Regions from separate parts of the Zea mays genome. Here all the other regions are linked to region 3. A link is a contact called in public Hi-C data. All regions are on one chromosome and are shown on one strand. Each heading gives the region's core, a stretch centred on a gene start, on an enhancer-like site or on the middle of the called end of the contact. The rest is flanking DNA. Distances are from core to core; before and after follow the strand shown.

Region 1 (4,613 bases), core at 1,749-4,248, 370 kb before region 3:
TAATTATGAGAATAAATTCAAGTCCAAGGACCCAAGGAGTCTTATACATTACTTTCCAGCTCCTAAAAACAAACGCGGGCCTTAGGTTGTCTCTAACAGAGCGTGTATATGATCGTGTAAAACAATGTTTACGGAGTAAAGTTTAAAATAGGAGTTGAGATAGGAGATATGATAGAGCAAGGTTACTGATAGAGAGTCAACTAGGCTCTAGGCAGCACCGATTATATCATGAATTTTTTAATCATTAAATAGTGCACTAAGAGCAAGGTTACTAAATATAGTTCTTAGTGAGCTTTATTATGTTGTTATGTCATATATAGCCAACTAAAAGCTTAGCCATATAATTACTCTCATATAATACAAGTTGTATGTTTAATACTTGATTAATCTCTTCCTCTCACAAAGTGTTTTGAAGTCTACTAGTAGTCTACTTTTAGTTAGCTACTAGTGAGCAATCGCTTTCCTTTTCTCTCCATTTATGTTTATTCATATCACCATAAATCTGATGTGACATCTCTTACAACCCGCTTATGTCACCTTATTATACTTATTCTTAAGAGACAATCTCGCACATTTCACGATGTATTACTCTCCCCATCACGATGACGAGGACAGAATCTTTCTCCACCATATAGCTTATGGGCATGTTTGATCCATGAGGTCAAACAAAGTGACTAAAATTTAGTCACTCTGGGTGCTAAAAATCTAAACAGGAAGAGCTAAAAGTTATTAAAATTGTAAAAATATATATTTTTAGTCACTTTTAGTTCTTCCCTTTTGAAACTATGATCATGATAATTTATTATTTCATAGCTTCATGTTGGTGTGCATGACCAAGGTAAAAATAATATAGTCCCATTTTTCTAAATTTATTTTTAATGAAGACCCTATTTGTTTGGGTTAGACTATCTTCAGCAGCTTATCCATACTTATTCTCATATTCAAACTCTACTCTACGAATAGTGTAATCTACAGTGCAAAATAGTGCTTATAAGTAAACTTTGATTGAACTACTGGAGTCTGCCTTACCGTTGTTCGTTTATTGGAGTCCATGTCTAGGGCTTGTGTTTTAGGTATAAAAGAAGAAAGAGATAGGTTTATTCAATGTTGTTGTTGTTGAGTGGATAGTTAGGATGTAACAGTTCAAATTGCAAACCAGCTGGAAGAAAAAAAAAGATAGTAAAACGAAATGGAGTTGGGAGTAGCTGGATTGATGTGCCGCTTGAATTGACCTACGGCAATGGGGGAAGGCCGGAAGGGGCTTCGGCCGCGTGCGCATAATTTCTAGAAAAAAAGAAGCCTTTATTTCAGTCATAAATCACCATTTAACTCTAGCTTTTGTCCTGAATTGTCGTGATTCCTCTAGTTCAATTTAGAATCATCTTCTATCCTAGATTTTCTAGATTCATGTGATTCATCTTACAAGATATCATGCTCCTGTAAAATCTATAGTTGACAGCTGTTTCAACAAAATAAATTTCAGTTTTCCATAATCGTCAGCCCATAGTAGCTTTCTTATAGCTCACAGCTAAAATCAGATTTTCGGAAATCTACAACTTAACCAAACAGACCCTTAGTCTTTTCTTGTCCTAGATCTGCCTCTGGCCTCCAGTACTCATTACTCTAGTCGTTCGCTTAGGATTAAAGTCGTCTGTTTGAACTGCTGCAACTGTAATCTATAGAAAAAAACACTTTAGAAGTAGTAGAATCAAGTACAGATTAAAGGCAAGATAGCACTATTTTTTAACCCACAATCCAGCAGCGGACCTATGTTATGGGGAGCGGGGGCACAGGCCCCACTCAATTTCGTTGTTTTAATGGATATTCTATCTTATTCAATGTATTTACAAAGTTTTAGTAGCCCTATGCATTTATTTAGGCCCAGGCCCTCACTCAACCTTTGGGCTGAGTCCGCCCCTGCTCGTGGCAGGTAGCCTCTTGCACCCCTATAGGTCCTGTAAGGATGTTTAGGCTATCTCCAGCAATGTCCCATAAATTTCATCCACTAAAAGAATATTCTATGTCCTTTACAGCACACTCCAAAAGATTTCATCCTTTATATCTTCTCCTTCTCCAGCAGTATACTCTAAATTATGTTCTCTATATGAATAGTGATACCAGATTTTGTATTCTATATTTTTTCGTATTCGACACAAAGAAAAATATTATTTGTAGGTCTCGAAAATAAAATACGCTACATATTGCATTCTTGATTATGTAGCCTAAATTACTCATACTTATTTTTACCAACTCATTAACCAAGCTTTGTAGTTTACATTTTTCCGTATTGGACATGAAAAATGATCGTTCGAATGTCCCTACACAGGAATGGCGATTGGCGGCTGGACGAAAGGCCGATGGAGTTGGTCGTTGGTGCCTGGCTGTGCTCGCGATATCCTCCGCCGCCGGCTTCGTGTTAAATACCGACGAGCTAGATCTGCGACGGAGGGCCAATAAAGTTGGTCGAGGACGAGCTAGATCTGCGACGGAGCACCCGATGTACACCTCGCCCTCCCCTCCTTGCGGCCGCTGCTTCCCCGTCCCTGCGAGTCTGTGACCTTGGCCAGCTTCCACGACCCCTCCTACTTGCTCGAGAGCTTTAGCCCCGGCGCCATGGATGAGAGCTTTGCCAGCACCAACAGAAAGCTTTAGCCCCAGCGCGCGGAGTAGACGAAGGTGTCGTTTAGCGGATGCCCGAGATCCGCTAGCTTTAGCGTGTATGAGGACGTGCTCTAAATTTACCGAACTTTTTAGCGTGTGTTGCTGGACTCATAGAGGAGGTAATTGTCCGCTAAATTTAACTTACAGAATCATTTATCGGTCGTTGTTGGAGACAGCCTCAATAGACCAGTACTCAATCGTATGGAAGTAGAAACTGGCAAATTGCATGGTTGACTTGTGCACCCTATTTATATACCATCCTATCGCTTCATGAGATGCTCCATTCCCACTGCCCTGTTGGGCGGCCTTCAAAACACAGCCCCTCCTCTCTCTCTCTAAGACGGGAAACTGCAGCACATATTAATTAGTAACTAGCTAGGTAGAAGAAGATGAGCTCGTCGATCAGCATGATGGAGGCGAGAATGCCTCCGGGGTTCAGGTTCCACCCCAGGGATGACGAGCTCGTGATGGACTACCTCCTACAAAAGCTCTCCGGCCATGGCCACCATGCCGGCGCTGCCATCGTCGTCGACGTCGACCTCAACAAGTGCGAGCCATGGGACCTCCCAGGTCTGTAGTACTAAAATCTGATTTAATTGCAGAAATAAACAATATCCTTTTTTGCTAATGCATCCAAAGTCTATACTAGATCATCAGAAGTTCTACAACAGGGAATTAGTAAATTAGTAAGAAAAAAATGAATAAGAAGATTGAGCAGCAAAAAAGAACAATTGGCTTCGCCCGGGTTCGAACCGGAGACCTTCAGTGTGTTAGACTGACGTGATAACCAACTACACCACGAAACCATTTGTTGATTGAACTATACAGAAACTGTTATATTATTATTTTTCGTTCGTTGATGTCGATCAGATTCCGCGTGCGTGGGTGGGAAGGAGTGGTACTTCTTCAGCCTGCGCGACCGCAAGTACGCGACGGGGCAGCGCACTAACCGCGCCACGCACTCCGGCTACTGGAAGGCCACCGGCAAGGACCGCGCCGTCGTCGCCGGCGGCGAGGTGGCGGTGGGGATGCGCAAGACGCTGGTCTTCTACCGGGGCCGCGCGCCCAGGGGGAAGAAGACGGAGTGGGTCATGCACGAGTTCCGCCTCCACCCCCATGCCGCGCCGTGCCTGCTAGCAGCAGCTGCGCCAAACAAGGTAACTGATTAGCCTCTGGATAGTCGTGGATCACGTTATTAATTGTCACAAAACCCTTAGAGCTTGTTTGGGAGTAAGTGGAACAAAGAGAATTGAGGGGGCTATAATCCCTTACTATTCAATTTTGAATAACAAGGGATTATAGCCCCCTCAATTCTCTCCATTTCACTTGGTCCCAAACAAGCCCTTAAAGTCGATCGGGCCGGAGTGATGGTGTTTTGAACATCAGAATAGCAGTACGATCCACGTTTGTTTGGTGCTCGTTGAAATGTTTACAAAAGAAGAAGGCGGGGGATGTTGAACTGTTGATGGTCTCCTAAGTTGTCTTTGGCACCACTGTGATGATGCTGAAGAAGCTATTTTACTCATTTGGCTCTAAACAAATCCAAGCATGTAGGGTCTCGTTCAACATGCATTCTCGCATGACAAAGCTACCTGCCCACCCTAATTATTGTACTCATGGCCGCCTAGTCTGCCTCTGCCCATCCGTTACTATCTTTCGGTCAATTCATGCCTACGTCACTACAATCATCCAACCCAAAGCTGTTCCATCAGATAAGCTACAGCTATTTAAGTAAATTAATGATGAGCTGAACATTCCCTTGAAAGGGATTTATTTGACTCTCTATACGACTGATTCTTCTTTTACTCAAGCCTGTAGGATTGCTAGTTTCCTCAAGTAACAGATTTCCAACACAGAATCCTTCAAGTAGCTTGTTGTAAACGATGCTATGTCAGTTCCATCAACATCACACAATAAGCTATTACAGTAAACAAAATTTAATGTGCTGCACA
Region 2 (4,098 bases), core at 8-2,507, 440 kb after region 3:
AATTTTGCCACCGAGCTAATCACATTTGCCAACAAAACTTGATGCATAGTCAGCACTCAGCGGTCAGCGCAGAGTGGCAAAACAATTGAACCATTCGTAGCTTAAAATGTCACTAACATGCGCAATCTAAAGGTACGGGCATTATGATTTGTTAAGCCATGATAGTATACTATTCCCTCCATTCCAAAACAATAGCTACCTTTAGTTTTGTCATCATAAGTCAAACATCTCTAACTCTCACCAAGTTTTTGCAGAAGAAAAAACATATATTAACATCTAAAAGTTCAAATAAATGCACTACCAAGACATATCAATGAAACTAATTTGATGCATTTTTCTATAATTTGATTAAAGTTAGGATAAAGCTAAAGTGAACTATAGTTTAGATTGGATGGAGTATATAAGACCCACAAATGCCCTAGGCCTCTAACATGCCACTAAAGCAAGCAGTACAGCACCATGGTATACAAAAGAAACATACAGAACTACTGCCAGATATAGGCTACGTGCACACAGCAAAAATATATATCAGTGCAATTATTCCAAATCATATCCTCAGCAACCATAAGTAAAAAAACAAGAAGTACAAAAACCAATAATAACAATTCGATCACACCTGACACTCACTAGCCAACTTCCCAGGAACAACACGATAATAGGATCAGGTAAATCTGTGCCAACAACAACCTGAGCCTCCGAAGCAACTATCTCCGTGCACAAGGGGCAGCACACGTACCGCGCGGCTCGAATCAATTAACCACGAAATCACAACCTAAAGCTCCCATCGAGGCATCCACGACTCATTAGCTCAGAGCCCGTAGATACTACCAGAACTTCAGGCGAGCACGGACAACGGCTACCACATGAAGGCCCTTATAACTCCAACCGCCGGTAGCCCCAGCGGAGCTGAGCTCGCTCAGTCCATCCACGGTGTCCCAGAACGGCTACGATCCTAGGGAAGGGAGTGTGCATCGGGGAGGGGATGGAATTGGGCTTACGATCCCGATCTTGAGGTGGGAAGAGAAGCGTCCAAGGATGGGGCGCTCAGACGGCGCAGCGTCCTTCTTGGCCTTGGGAGGCATCGTCGGCGGTCGGCGGTCGGCGGGGATGCGGCCGGAGCAACCTGGGATGGCTAGGGTTTTTGGGGGGAAGCGGAGGGTCAGCTCTTGCGGCTGCCGATCGAGTAGGGAGATGAACACGGATTCGCGGTTGCTGGGCTGGGTTGGGCTGTGAGATGAACGATGGATCGAGGTGCTGTGGGGAGAGGTTTTCTTTTCTTTTTTCCACTAGGTTTTATGTTTGCAACTTGAGCGAGAGATTTAGCCCCTGTTTGTTTCGGCTTTTCACAGTTTCTGGTCACCAAAAGCTGCTGCAAACTGCCAAACACTCAGCTTTTCAGTCAGCTTCTATAAAATTCGATTCGGTAAAAACCATTCAAAATCAACATAAACATATAATCGGTTGAGTTGTCACAATAGTAGTAATCCGTCACTTTATAGATCCTGAGCCCCATGGACAACTTTATCTTCCTCCGCACGTAATCCTAATGATACTCAGATTCTCTGCAAAGCCCGATTCTCCCCACAGCTAGATTCTCGGAAAAACTGGTCAGAAAAAAAGCTGAACCAAAAAGGCCCTTAGGTGTGTTTGGTTTTGTTTTTTTTTAGTTTTTACTTTCTAAGATCATTCCCATTGGAAGTTTTATTATAGTTTTGTTCTTATTAAATAGATGACACATCACTATGTTTGATGACATGGCGCGGTAGAGAGTTTCATGAGAGGAGAGAGAGGGTTTCATCGAGATGAAACTCAAGATACACTGTGTCACTTTTGGAACGGTGCAATGAAACTTCTACTGGGAATGGCATAAAAGACAAAAAATGAATCAAAGGGCTCGATCTAGAAAATAGTTTTTTTCCAAAAGCCGGGTTTCTTAGAGTATAAAATAAAAACACATGTAGATCTGTTTTAGTAGCTTTCGGATGGACTGTGAAAATATATAATCGAAGAACTTTTAGTAATGTACATTAAATGGTTTTTAGTTTTTTTACAGTTCACAGTCCACATCAAATTTTTTCATAGTGTTGGCGTCGATCTGGGCAGCGCAATCACTAGGGATGTATCGTCTGACGGTGCCCTCTGCGACGGTGCGGATGGTCCGTGGCTCTGGGCCGGACGGTCCGCGGCCTGAGCGCAGGAACGACGCCTTCCCTGCTTCACACCGGACGGACCGCACATAGGGTCGAACGGTCCGCGATGGCGCAGGGTCATCTTCCTCCTCCTCGCTAGAACCTAGATCTCGCCCTTAGGGAAAGAAATCTTAGGGCACCCTAGGTCGACATGTCACTCGGGCCATCCCCAGACGACGTGGAGTCGCCTAGGAATTTAGAGATCAATTCGAGGAAGATGCCTTGGATGGACAACTAGATCTTGCCCCCAGAAGGGGTAAGATCCTAGGGTCGTCTTGGGTCAGCGGGCCACCCAAGACGAATCTAGACGACGTAGAGTCGAATATGGGTGGAGGTGGATATGCGAAAGGCTATAACTAGAACTACGCTACATCTACTCCTAGGGCGGGAATGATAAAGAAAGTAGTTGGCTCAATTAGAATGTGTTCGGGGGTTCTCAATCGGTCGTACCCCTTTATATTTATAGGGGAGGAGGTCTATACCTGTTCCTAAAAGATAGCCAACAACTCTCACGTGATTAGATGGATAACCATACACAAGATAAGGATAATCACCTGAGTTGATCTGATCGCGGGGCCGCGGACCGTCCGGGCCCTAGGGCCGGACCGTCTGCCACTTTTTCTGCTCAACACATGGCCCCTGCTGTCGGTGTTTAGAGTCCAACCGCACACCCAGGGTTACCCTTGTGGTGCTTTTGGGTAGGACGGTGTTGTTGATTGTAATTCAATGGTTCATGCGAGACGCACGAGAGAGAGAGAGAGATGATTTTCTGCAGGTTCGGGCCGCTTGGAGAGGCGTAATACCCTACTTCCTGGGGTGGATCTGTATGCAGTGTGTTACAAGTGGTACCTCCTGAATGGAGGAAAGCTAATGAGATAAGTAGATGGGGGATGAAAATGATGGGGTTCCCCTGAGCCTTATATACACGACCGTGGGGCACCCATACGTACATGATGATCACATGTCTCCTAAATAATAGTGAACAGATTGAAGTGGTCTCCTGAAAATCCCGCCGACTCATCCCTAATCCGCCCTGACATTTGAGGGTGCCATGCGCGGGAAAGTCGGACGATTTCTTTAGATAGCGCACGATTTGACGGACTGCCTGGGCTCGAGTCTGTCGTCTTCCCAGACTGGCCCATTCCGCCAATAGCTTTTGCCCGGCCCACGAAGGGATGGCCTTGCGGGGTAACTAGCTCGAGGCCCCGCGCGAGGACCTTTCTCCTTCTAGTGGACCCGGGGGATATCTGTCCCCCACAAGCCCCCAATCTTTGAGTTGATTTTGAAATAATCAGCCCAAAAATTCTTGGTCCGGCTTATGGGTTTGTTATATAGCCTGATTTCTGTTCTGTCGTTGGGTGCACCAAAGGTGCACCCATTGGGTGTAGCCCCCGAGCTTTGAGTGGATTTTAGAAATAATCCATTCAAAGGTCTTTATCTTTATGCTTTAGAAATCAGCATTTTATCTTCAAGGGACTATAAATCTATTGGGTGCACCGAAGGTGCACCCAATGGGTGTAGCCCCCGAGCTTTGAGTGGATTTTAGAAATAATCAATTCAAAGGTCTTCATCTTATGCTTTAGAAATCAGCATTTTGTCTTCAAGGGACTATAGATCTATTGGGTGTAGCCCCCGAGCTTTGAGTGAATTTTTAGAAATAGTCCATTCAAAGGTCTCCATCTTAGTTTTAGAAATCAGCATTTTGTCTTCAAGGGAATACAGATCTATTAGGTGCACCGAAGATGCACCCAATGGGTGTAGCCCCCGAGCTTTGAGTGGATTTTAGAAATAATCCATTCAAAGGTCTTCATCTTATGCTTTTGAAATCAGCATTTTGTTTTCACTTTATGATAGATATTCAAACGATGCCATCTGTCCATGCTTTGTTAGGTCTGAAATCAATTTGATC
Region 3 (4,168 bases), core at 97-2,596:
GACATTGGTTAGCCTTATCAAAAAGAAGATATCTGATTATCTTAGGCATTGGCATAAAGTTTTGTCTAAGTCTTTATAGGCTCATAGAATATTTAGACATCGTGCCACTAAGGTTTCTCCTTTTGAGCTTGTATATGGACATGAAGTGATCTTGCCTATAGAAGTAAATCTAAATGCTATTAGGATTTCTAGGCAAAATGATTTAGATGTCGGTGAGTATCATGATTTAATGATGGATAATGTTGATGAGTTGACCGATAAGAGATTGATGGTTTTGAATAAGATTGAAAAAAATACAAGCTTATAGTTGCCAATGCTTACAATAAAAAGTTAAAGGCTAAATCATTTTAGGTTGGAGTTTTGTTGTGGAAGACAACCTTGCCATTGAAGACTAAGGATCCCAAGTTTGGCAAATGGTTTCTATGTTGGGAAGGGCCTTATAAGGTGTACATATAATTTCTAGTAATATATACATGTTGGAAACATTGCTAGGAGAGAAGTTACCTAAAACATTGAATGGTTGTTTCCTGAAAAAAGTATTATCCTATTGTGTAGCAGTATACTTAGAAAGTCGATGTTCTCACATCAAGTTATATGTCTAGAAAATATGTAAGGAATGGATGCTGTTTGGTTCAAAAAATGTAACGCAAATGGTAATGGTAACGGTTTCGGCTCGATTACTGGCGGTAACAAATTTGAATAGGCTGGTATCAAATTTTAGTGTAGTATCTGATTACGGTTGGATTAAAACAAACATGGTTTAACGTTATCCGTTACCCATTACATTAAAAATATATGAACCAAACGGCACCCATGTTTTTTTGCTCGCCAAACTCTGCCAAAAGAGAAGGGGCATGTGTTGAGCACAAAATCTGGCACCTAGACGACTGGACGGTCTGACAATATGGTCCGAACGGTTTGGACCTCGGACGATCTGACATGATAGCCCAGATGATCCACAATCAGATTAATTTAGGCTGGAGTCCTTATCTCTTGCGAGGTTATCCTACTATCTCGCGATATTTTATTAGATGAACCTCCCTATATATATATATATATATATATATATATATATATATATATAAAGAATACAATTATTGAATGATCCAACAGTTGAACCCAAATGTAGATCTACCTTATTTACCTTATGAATTAGCTTTAGGAGTAGTTTCAGCCCTAGTTGCAATTCCATATATCCAGCCAAATCTCTCTCTGCTAATGGGCCGAAAATGCAAGGTTTTCATACGCTGGAACTGGTCCAGTTCTCGGTCCATCCAACTCCCCTATATCCTCTAAAAACCCAAGACCGCCGCCCCTGCACGGCTGCACGTCAAGACCTCCACGACCACGACTGGACCGCCGCCGAGCGGCGACGGCCCCTCCCTCCTCCATTCCCCCGCGTCCCTCTGCCGGATCCTCCCGTCCCCGCCGCTCTCCGCCCGGGCGCGGACGTTCGAAAGATTCCTTCCGTGCACCTTGGTAACGAACCCTATACCTCTCTTGGGCCGATTGGTTGTTTGTCTGGTCCCCTTATCCAAACTATCGGCGCTGGTCCTGTCGCCCCGTTCTCAATCGATTCCGAATTCCTCTTTCTTCCATTCCAAGAGAGTTTTGCCCCCTCCGCTGAGATGGCCGACGTGGATTCCTTCTTTGCGTGCTCGGCGCGCTGCTGATTCGGTCAGTCTACTCAGTGACCCGTGCTCCGAGTGGATTAGGTTTTCTTCCTCTCGTTCGTCTCAACGACAGATTGTGCTATCGGCACCCATACGAGCTCTCAGGGCCCTCCTTGACAAGTCCCAGTGTCCTGTGCTATGTGCTGAATTCTGGCCGTCTGCAGTGACTAGGTTTCCTCCGGCTAGGTTTAGGGTAGGTTTCCTCCGGTGCTGTGCCAGAGCCAGAATTGGTAGCCTGGCCGACCGCTGCCTGTTCTGGTGAAGATGTCCACAAGCATCTCAGACCCATTCCTTTTGTGCTCATGCATAAAGGCCCTACTGGCTTGTGTGTATGTTGTGGTCTATTCAAGTGGTTTGTCCTGTACCATCCTTGACTGTGACGATTCAGTTCCAAACCTAGCCAGCTAACCGTTTCGCGCCGGAAATGCGTTACCTACAACCATTTTACGCACAACAACCATGCATGTATGAGCTTTCCATCTAGGTGATTTAACCGTTGGGACCTGTGTTGTACTCACTCAGATGGTTGCATTGTGTAGCACTATCTTTCATGTGCTTCCTTGTTCTAATTTGTGCCATCGATGACCAAACCTAGTTTGGTTGTCATTTGTTGCTTCCAAATCTAGTTCCTTGTCATGTTGCCTTGTTGGTTTAGTTACTGGGTTGGAGGGCTCTAGTAAGTATAACAAATGTTGCATCCCCTGTGGCTGCATTGTGCCGAGTCGTTGGTATGTGTGATTCTGCCTTGTTTGATTATTCTCTGTGGTGCCTAAGTAAAACATCATACATCAGTTACCAATGTTTTCAAGTCGTCCGATTAATCACGATTAATCGTCGAAGTCGGTTTGGACCAATCACGATTAATCGCCCAAGTCGTCCGACTAATCGTGATTAATCGCGATTAATCGCCAAAGTCGGTCAGCTAGAACGACCAGCAAGTTGTCCGACTTGAAAATATTGCAAGTTACTTTTGATATGTTAAATGGATTGGTTGAGCTATTGTATTTATAGCTTGGCTGATAAAATTCTAATTGGCTGTATCTATTTTTTGGTGATATCTTGTCTTGGTTATTTCTTCCCCAGGCCCACTCATGTGGGAGCAGGCAGCACTAGGTCTGTCCATCTCCCTACAATATTTTTTTGCTATGGTCACAGTGGTTATGTTGTGTACAACTGTACCTTTTCTTGTTGGACTTTGGATGCCTTTTTTCAGAAAATGTTGATAGCTAGATGTTTCTCCTACATCTGTATAAAGCTTTGTATGAATCTTATGGTTTGTTTCCTTGCACAGTTAACTAAACAATGAGGCAGCAGACTGGTAAGCGTCCCTCCCAACACAGGGAATATGAAAGAGAAGAAAGGAAGGACCAACACAAGAGGCCGTTTCCCCGTGCTCAGGAAAGCTCTAATAATGATGGGCTGGTTCTTTACCGTATACTCTGTCCAGACAGTTTGATTGGTAGTGTCATAGGAAAGCATGGCAATGTGATAAATGCTATCAGGCATCAGACAAGTGCCAAAGTCAAGGTTGTTGACCCGTACCCCGGTGCAGACAAAAGGGTTATCTTGGTATATTGCTACGTCAAGCATAGAGACCTTGATGCTGAGGGTGATGACAATGAGCCTGTTTGTGCAGCTCAAGATGCATTACTTAGGGTGCATAATGCAATTGTTGATGCACTGCAGACATTACATAAGAATCATAAAGACTCTGATAAGAAGAGCACAGAGGAAGCTAACATTCTTGTGCCAGCTAGTCAGGCATCAAATGTTATAGGAAAATCTGGTGCTGTCATCAAGCATCTTCGGTCAACATCAAGAGCATTCATTAAAGTGAGCCCAAAAGATCCAAGTGACCCTACACATTCATGTGCTATGAGTTTTGATAATTTTGTTCAGGTAAATTCTCTGGCATCTCATTGTTTGGTAAATCAATTGGTGTTTCCCTACTAATGGATAATTATTATTAAAGAGTTGTAGGATATTATATATTTGCAGTAACTTGTTTGGTTCTCAACTAATGTTTTTGTATTACAACTGTACCATATATTGTGCTTATTTTTTATCATCATGGTACAGGAACAGCTGTTTGTTTCTGAAGTTGCAATATCCTAGCACAGTGCTTCAGATTTTCTTTTTTTTTGACAAAAATGCAAGTTTTAAGCTATATGTTTCCAAACGCATACATATTTCACCTGTCCTCTATTTACGGAAGTATGATTTTGTTTGTTGTTCACACTTAAATGTATCATGATTAAAATTCCAATCCGCCACCTTCTAAATTCTTCTATGTTCTATAATATCTTTCATCTGTTGTCATATATGTTCTGCTAATTATTTATGGTAAACAGATAACTGGTGGTGCTGAAGCTGTTAAAAAAGCACTGTTTGGAGTATCAACCATCATTTACAAGCACCCATCAAAAGAGAACATTCCTCTTGAAACTTCAATTCCTGATCCTACTCCAAGCATTATAATCCCTTCAGAACTTCCT

The links. Hi-C and Micro-C count contacts between places; a contact is called where the count stands out from the background.
Region 1: a contact with region 3 is called in a Hi-C map of ear, with 3 times the contacts expected there. The contact joins the promoter of LOC103641134 here to the promoter of LOC100384498 in region 3. A contact is called at or near these places in 3 of 25 Hi-C or Micro-C datasets (ear, leaf and tassel).
Region 2: a Hi-C map of leaf shows a contact between it and region 3, with 7 times the contacts expected there. The contact joins the promoter of LOC100283841 here to the promoter of LOC100384498 in region 3. A contact is called at or near these places in 3 of 25 Hi-C or Micro-C datasets (endosperm, leaf and tassel).

What each region holds. Positions count from the first base shown.
Region 1 is chr10:62,117,054-62,121,666 of Zm-B73-REFERENCE-NAM-5.0, forward strand. LOC103641134 (NAC domain-containing protein 21/22-like) reads left to right here and starts at 2,999. Exons shown (of 3, transcript NM_001301481.2): 1 at 2,999-3,231; 2 at 3,532-3,818. The coding sequence starts at 3,051. TRNAV-AAC (transfer RNA valine (anticodon AAC)) reads right to left here and starts at 3,467; the gene lies at 3,394-3,467.
Region 2 is chr10:62,931,495-62,935,592 of Zm-B73-REFERENCE-NAM-5.0, forward strand. It overlaps LOC100283841 (GTP-binding protein PTD004), which reads right to left and starts at 1,258. Exons shown (of 12, transcript NM_001156739.2): 1 at 999-1,258. The coding sequence starts at 1,082.
Region 3 is chr10:62,491,428-62,495,595 of Zm-B73-REFERENCE-NAM-5.0, forward strand. It overlaps LOC100384498 (RNA-binding KH domain-containing protein), which reads left to right and starts at 1,347. Exons shown (of 8, transcript NM_001345920.1): 1 at 1,347-1,479; 2 at 2,965-3,572; 3 at 4,025-4,168. The coding sequence starts at 2,976.